Linked DNA regions of Gossypium hirsutum: region 1 is linked to region 2. The links are chromatin contacts, called in public Hi-C maps. All regions are on one chromosome and are shown on one strand. The core of a region is the stretch at or near the end of the contact, and the rest is flanking DNA. Distances in the headings are between cores, read along the strand shown. Region 1 holds the start of LOC107897738 (60S ribosomal protein L23). Region 2 holds the start of LOC107897734.

Region 1 (3,827 bases), core at 779-3,278, 200 kb before region 2:
GAACTACATAAATATAACAACACTGGTTCACTAGTAAACTGCTTAAACATATTTTATGATTTGCAAACCAAGGGTACCTTCTACACACCCTAACTATGAAACATAAACAACTATCAATAGATTACTATATTCAAGTCCTTTTACAACGAAATGGAACTACAAACAATCTATAAATCAAGAAATCCACACGAAAGTCTACCTTCAAAGTACATGTAAACACCATCCTTTCTGCGCCAGGGCTTGCGCTGTCTCACAATGACAGCAGGCAAGACCTTCTTCCTAAGATCAGGCTTCCCTTTCTTGACAGTAGCCATTACCATATCTCCAACACAAGCTGATGGCAATCGGTTAAGACGGCCCTTGATTCCCTTCACCGAAATGATGTATAAGTTCTTAGCGCCAGTGTTATCAGCACAGTTCACTGTAGCTGCCACTGGCAGACCCAGTGACATCCTAAACTTGTTACCAGCTGAACCTCCACGCCCTAATAAAAATATCACAACTTTATCAACTATCAAACAGCTTATGAGACATAAACAATACCCCAAACAAAGAGATTTCTGTAGGAAATAAAGAAAACAAAATAAATAAAATCTGGGTTTTGTTTATAGAATTATGAAAGAAAATATAAAAGGTGGATCTTGTCTTCATTTGGCTTGCTCTTTTTTTTTTCTCGGGAAACAAACGGAAAGAGAGAAATATACAAACTAACCTCGCTTCGACATTTTCGACGGCTGGAGAGAAACAGAAAGCAAGGACTAGGGAGATTTGAGCTTTATATAGATGGTGTAGTTAGGGTTTCTTTGGGTTTTGCATTTCAGGTGACTGAACTGTTCCCGATGGGCATGAAATTGGGCCTGCCCATAACCTTGGGCATCCACCTAATAGATTTGAGAAATTCAATTATATTTGATTAATAAATAGTAAAATCAATTTTAGAATGTCTTTGATAAATTATTAAAAATATATATTTTATTGAGAACATTTAATTTTTTTAATGGTGATTAATAATAATAATATTAAAATTTTACTTAATATATAATTTTTTAAAAACTGCTAATATGATAAATAAGTAGATAGATAACTACTTACAAATGTAACGTTGAAAATATTATGTTTAATTCTTTTATAATAAATCATGATCCCTCATATTATTTATAGATAAAAATAATTAATTTTTTAGTGCATTAATTTTAAATAAAAATAATTTTTTAATATTTCCCAGTGTTCACGAAAATACTAAAAATATGATTGAATCATTGATCAAATTAATTCGAAGATATTACCTCGTTTAAAAATATATATATACACAAAAAAATTCAACTAAATATTCTAATTTTTAGTTTTGAAATTATAATAAAATTTAATGCCTCAACGGAAACACTACCACATTCCGTCAAATACATTGTCGATACTTTTTTCTTTTGTTTCTAAAAAGCAATTTTAATTTTCTCAGATCTAAATTAAAATTAGATATTAAATAGAGAATTAAAATAGCTAAAAATGGTAAGAATGCACCGAGCTACCCGCGTGTACCATCTAACCCGTTTCCCTGAAATGCAAACAAACAAAAAAAGTTAGAGAAGAAACTTAAAATTACAGGGCCTAAAGTGCGGTTTACCTCCAAAAAGGTTGATGGACTAATGCTGGAATTTCCTCTGTCTTCCCTTTTCTCGTGTAGAAACTGCCAAAAGTTTTTTCTTTAACAATTTGCCCTTTTTCTTTTTCCTTTTATTTTCTCTCTTCTTTTTTCTCCTTTTTCTTCTTCTAGTAGCCCTAGTTGCCGCCTTCACACCGCCTCACTACGGTTCTGTCACTAGCACACCATCGCACCAAAATGCTCCTCTCTATCTCCTCTCCTCAAGTTCCCTCTAATTTTCTAAAAGAACTTCTAAAAAAATCTCAAAATCAACCTAAAAGCTTTTTAATCTTCACGCTTTTCGAGCTCCATCATCCAACGAGCCACAATTTTTGGTATATTCTTCTCAACGACGCCTCCCCCCTTACCGTTCGGATTCACGAATGGAGTCCCCAAGTTATGGCTTCATTATTATTATTATTTTTAACTTTGATGTTGTTTGATAAACTGAAAAAATCAAATACTAAAAAAATTTAGTGTTAAAAAATTAAATATAAAAAATATAAATATTAAATTTAAATTATAAAATTCGTTTTAATCAAATGGATGAACTAGTGATGGTAATAATGGAGTTGGGAACCCCAATAAATGATCTAAGAGAATGATGGTGAAAAAGGCCCAAACTTAGTTTTGATTTAAAATCAACTCCCTTTCAAAAGGTCCAAAAACAAGCCCATAATTGATTTTATAAAATGAATTCAGTTAAACCTAAATTTAATCAAACTTAAAAAAGACTTTATTATTTGTGATCTTTTTCAAGTAAATTCATCAAATGTAAATAAGTCAATAAATTAAGGATTTTGTGAACTTTTAAAATTAACAATTAAACTTGAATTAAATCAAATTTAACGTTTTGGGCTCAAATATCTGTTATGCACACATCTAGAAAATATGAGAAATGTTCTTTATGCTTTTGCAATAGGAAGTCTCATGTATGTTATGTTATGCATACGTCCATATATCTATTTGGTAGTAGGGTTGATGAGTCGATATCAGACGAATCCCGGTCCAAGACACTAGTAAGCAATTAAGGATATACTCAAGTATTTATGGAGAATGAGGGATTATATGCTTGTGTATTTTGGAAGAGATCTTATTCCTATCGGATATACTGATTCTGTGTCTGTGACATGTGAATTTATATCTGCGAAATTTCTGTGATTTAATTTGTCTGTTTCTATGCTTAATTATGAAAAAGGACTTAATCGAAGTGAATGCAAAAGTAGCTTTCTATTTGATTAAGTGCCTAATTGATTTGTCTTGTTAAATATGAGGTCTTTAAGATGCAATTAGACCATTGTTATATGATATGGACAATTATTGACATTAGTGGATGGAAATTAATGTTTTATTAACAATGTTAAAAAGGTAAAAAGCGTATAAATGATATATTAAATAAAAACAAACATTTTTAATATAAACATGAAATGTGTCCATAATAGGTTGTTCTTGCCGAAAATTAAAGGAAAAAAGAAAGAAATAAGCTTATTTAAGGTTCGGCCCTTGTTCATCTTGATTAAGGTATGAATTTTTGACCGTTTTTAATAATTTCTACGTTTCTGTGATCGTTGTTTCGTGTTCTTCAGAGCCCATGTCTGAATTTCTGTTTCTGTTAAAGATTTCATGAAATGCCATTGTTGATATCATGAGTTTTGTGATGTTTTTGAATGAATCATAAAGGCTTGGTAGATGACTTATAAATTTTGTCTTTGAAATTTTGATGAAATAGAGCTATTTGGGTTAATTTTTGAAAATGAGGTTTTGAAATACTAAATTGTGAAGTAAATATGTTATTTGGGCTTGTATGGAAACCATGTATATTCGGCCAAGCTATAGTCTTGGTGAATTTTTGCATATTTGTGATTTTGTGAAAAATAGACTAAATTGTCAAAGTGTGAAAATGTAAGGGCTAAAATGAAAAGTGCCCTAAATATGTGTTCATGGATTATTTTGAGTGAAATGAATGATTGAATGGTTGAATTTGAATTGTATTAGATCAAGAACAAAGAAAATCAGACTTAGATCGAGGGAAGTCCAAAAATAGTTGAATTGTCGACTCATTCAATCTGAAATCCGTACGAGGTAAGTCAAATTACAATTACGTGTTAAACTGATTAAATTCTACATATACAAACTTTAATTTGTATTGGATGGCCTTGAGAGCCTGATGAATACCTTTTGAGTAAAT
Region 2 (3,992 bases), core at 414-2,913:
AGCGTTCTTAACTCAAGGTCTTCATCTCCATCTGTGACCAGTGTGGGTAGTTTTGGTAATCCCAAATCGAAATGTAAACATTGTAACAAATTTAATTTTGGAGAATGTCAGTCTAGAAGTGGAGCTTTTTTCGGATGTGGTTCACTTGACCATTTTCTTAGAGATGTCCCGAAAGAGTTGAAAAAGAAATAGAACTAGCTCCACATCTTAGTAATCCTATTTCGATATGTAGACCACCCCGTCACCTTGGCAATATTAGTGGTAGTTGAGGTACTACCAGGGATACAACAGTTAGATCTGAGACACGAGTACCTGCAAGAACATATGCTATTCGTGTTAGAGAAGATGCCTCTACACCAGACGTCATTATTGGCACATTTTCTCTACTTGATACTGATATTACGGCATTGATTGATCCTGGTTCCACACATTCATACATATGCACGAACGTAGTGTTTGTTAAAAATTTACCTGTTAGATTCATTGAATTTGTGGTTAAAGTTTCAAACCCCTGGGCTAGTGTGTTATGGTGGATAAAGTCTGTAAAAACTGTCAATTGATGGTAAAAGGTTATTGCATTTCAACTAACTTGATGTTATTACCATTTGATGAATTTGATGTGATCTTGGGGATGGATTGGTTAACCCAATATGATGCAGTGGTGAACTGTAAATAGAAATATATTGTATTAAAATGTGAGAGTAGTGAATTACTTCATGTCGAATCTGATAAACTAGATGGATTACCTAATGTGATTTCAGCAATATCAGCACAGAAATTTGTTAGAAAAAGGGTATGACGCTTATCTTGCATATGTGTTGGATATTAAAGTATCTGAGTGTAACACCCTCTATCCGTGTCTGACGCCGAGACAGGGTACGAGGCATTACCGGACTTAAACACAGACAATCATGCAAACCGGATCATAAAATTTCATTCATATTTTAAAACATTCAATCACATGCACATAGTCCCTTATTTGGGTTTACGAAGACCAAAACATACTTTAGAAAGGGTTTGGGACTAAATCAAGAACTTTGGAAAGCTCTGGGAAAAAACTTAGAAATTTTTCCCATGAAACAGGGTCATACACCCATGTGGACATAGGGGCACGCCCATGTGCCATCAACATGCCTGTGTCCTCAGGCCATGTAACTCTCTGTTTATGACGCTAGGAAATAAATCGAACTACACGGTCAAGCCACACACCGGTGCGTTAGGCCGTGTCATCCACATGGCTGAGACACACGGCCGTGTCTCTGCCCGTGTGGCCAACACTTAAGCTATTTTCAAGCCTTTTATTGCCCTTAATCTCTTTCATACTTAAACATATCATAAACACTTGTTATAACATCATTTCAATGGTTAATCATTCTTTAATAAAACCCAATTAAAGCATTTGAATGTTGTCATACATGTGTTTTTCAATTTCTCATGTTACACCAAGTTAGACATTCCAATTCAAGTTCAATAGCCTTATCATATTGATAACCACTTTTACCAATTAACCACAATATTTTAGCCAACTCAGGTAATGTTTGGTTGGGTGTAATAGGAATAAATTACAGCCGATTCAATGGGCCCACCACCAAACCAACGTTTGGTTGCCGGTAATGGCTATTACATGCTGAATGGAATTAGCTTCTATTACAGTACGACCCGTAATAGCAATTCAAGGGCTTGGGGTTTGATTAGCTATTCAAAGGCACAGGTAATAACATTTTTCCCTATTTTGGACCAAAATATCCTGTCTCTCATCTTTATCTTCGTCGTTTTCACTTTCACACTTCAGACAATTTCTTTGTAAACATTTTTCCCAAAGTAAACCCTATAGAAATTGGATCCTTAATCGATGACAAATCAAGCTTCATTCACTATCTTCATCTTCCTTCCTTTGAACCTCCTTATTTACGGTAAGTGATGGCCTTTGATTCCTTTTTTTTCCTCTGATTTTGTTAGTTAAAGTTCTTTTTTGGTCTCACTTTGATCCTTCTCGGTTTTTTCATTAGATCCTCATAATTTTTGTGTTCCTTTTTCTGGGTTTCTAGAATTTGATTTGGTTGCTGAATTGTTTTGGGTTTTAATGAATCAAAAGCTTCAGTAAATTATTTTAAAGTGTTCTTAGTTTGTTTGTGTGAATTATGTAAAAGTTTCATGCTTAATTTTTTTTTAATTTTTGTTTCATGATTTAAGTGGTTGTGCTATGGTGTTACTCCTTTCTAGCTGCTGTTGTATTTGCTGCCTTGAAGCTCGCCAGTCGCCACTGTCGTCTCCAACTGCCGCTATCAGCGTCGAGTTCAGGTGAGGCTATGCTGCCCTTTTTTTACCAACTTTTTGTTTGTTTGTTTGTTTGTGTAGCTTGGGTTGTAAAATGTTAACAAATGCTCTTTCTTTCATTCTTCTTGTTTTTCTTCCTTCACACCATTCTCCCACCATCGTCAGCTTTCTTATTGAGGTCACATTCCATCGAATACCCTAACCAATCAAGATCCCATGGCTACACCATTACCAATTCCACCTAAACTCGCTTACAGCTGAAAGCTCTGACCTTTACTGCTTCGCTTGCCATGTTTACTTCTTTTCTCATTTTCCTCTTATTATTCCTATCTCCCGATTTTTCTTTAAATTTGTGCTTCATACTGAGCTTTTTATATGATCTCTCATAAAAGGGTTAAGTATTACATTTGCTCAATCTATTCTGAGTATCTATGGATGCTACTTGCGTCTGTATGAATGTAAAAACAAAATGGAATTCGATTTTGTTTTGTTATGTTTGGAGTAAGAAATGTTAACTTTGTTCATTTTCTGATTCTTTTGCTTTTTTATGTGTTGTTAATTATTTTGGAGTTGCAGAATTCTCACCGTAAATAAGTGCAAAAGTCTGTAATAGAAATTTGATAAATATGTATTGTTCACTTTTCACAATCTTCCTAACTGCTCATATGCTTTAGTGAGCTACAATAACAGAAAATTAACTAAAATAATTGTTCCCCCTAAAACTACAGCTAGAGCTTCGTGATGTTGACAGTGGAAACAAAGTAAGTTTACGCTTCGGCCCTGAGGAGCCTATTGAAAGTATACATCTTAACTTGTTGAATTGTTTACCCAGTTTGCTTAAGTTTAAGTATTTGTGGGCTATGGTTATGGTATTGCATTGAGCTTGAACATCAAATATGACTTAAGATTCTGCTACAAGATCAATGAGTTATATTCCTTTTATATTGTTTTACAGGCCTGAGACATTTGACCAACTGCAAGTACTATTGGACTTATCGGCAAGTCTGCTGCTTACCTAAAAGGTTGAAAAAATTAAGACTGGACTTGTTATGCACTTGGTCTGCTGGAAGTAATTTTAATTCTCCTTTTATAACTTTTACCTCTGTTTTCTGTTATGGAGTTGACACTTCTATTACTACAGTCACTAATTATCCTTGCACTCGTCTTCATCATTATTAAGATCTTGTTATGCCATTAAAACTTGAATGTGATCTATATTGCATTAAGCTTGAACATTAGATATGACTTATGGTATTGCAGTTTTTGTTGGACGAGTTTTTCTAAAGTGCCATTGAATATTAATCCCCAATACAAAGTAAAAGTGTTTGTTTGGCCCTGTTGTAGTGTTCATTTTGCCTTTGGTTTTTTACCAAGTTTATTTTTATTTGACTTTTTTAGTTGGAACCATTATGTGTTAAATGTGTAGTGGTATATTATTTCCAACCCTGATTTATTATTTCCTTTTTAATTAATTTAATACAATACAAAAATTTTAATTGCCTCTAAATCCCCGCCCCTTACCAAAAAATAAACAATATTTACTTTTTAATAATGCATATTATCACCTACTTTTATAATAAAAAAAACTATAATGATTTATATAATCACATTATGCAATATCATAATATCACGTTAGGTTTAAATTTAAGAAAAATTGTCAAATTTCAGTACTAATGTTAAAAAAAAAATTTAGAGATTAAATTAAAAAACATATA

Evidence for each region. A called contact is a pair of places that touch in the nucleus more often than the background predicts.
Region 1: a Hi-C map of leaf shows a contact between it and region 2, with 1.9 times the contacts expected there. The contact joins the promoter of LOC107897738 here to the promoter of LOC107897734 in region 2. A contact is called at or near these places in 2 of 34 Hi-C or Micro-C datasets (callus and leaf).

Annotation. Positions count from the first base shown.
Region 1 is chrA10:26,766,146-26,769,972 of Gossypium_hirsutum_v2.1, reverse strand. LOC107897738 (60S ribosomal protein L23) reads right to left here and starts at 2,028. Exons shown (of 6, transcript XM_016823301.2): 1 at 1,622-2,028; 2 at 1,527-1,552; 3 at 713-881; 4 at 200-484. The coding sequence starts at 725.
Region 2 is chrA10:26,561,965-26,565,956 of Gossypium_hirsutum_v2.1, reverse strand. It overlaps LOC107897734, which reads left to right and starts at 1,663. Exons shown (of 6, transcript XR_005903582.1): 1 at 1,663-1,913; 2 at 2,194-2,301; 3 at 3,233-3,346.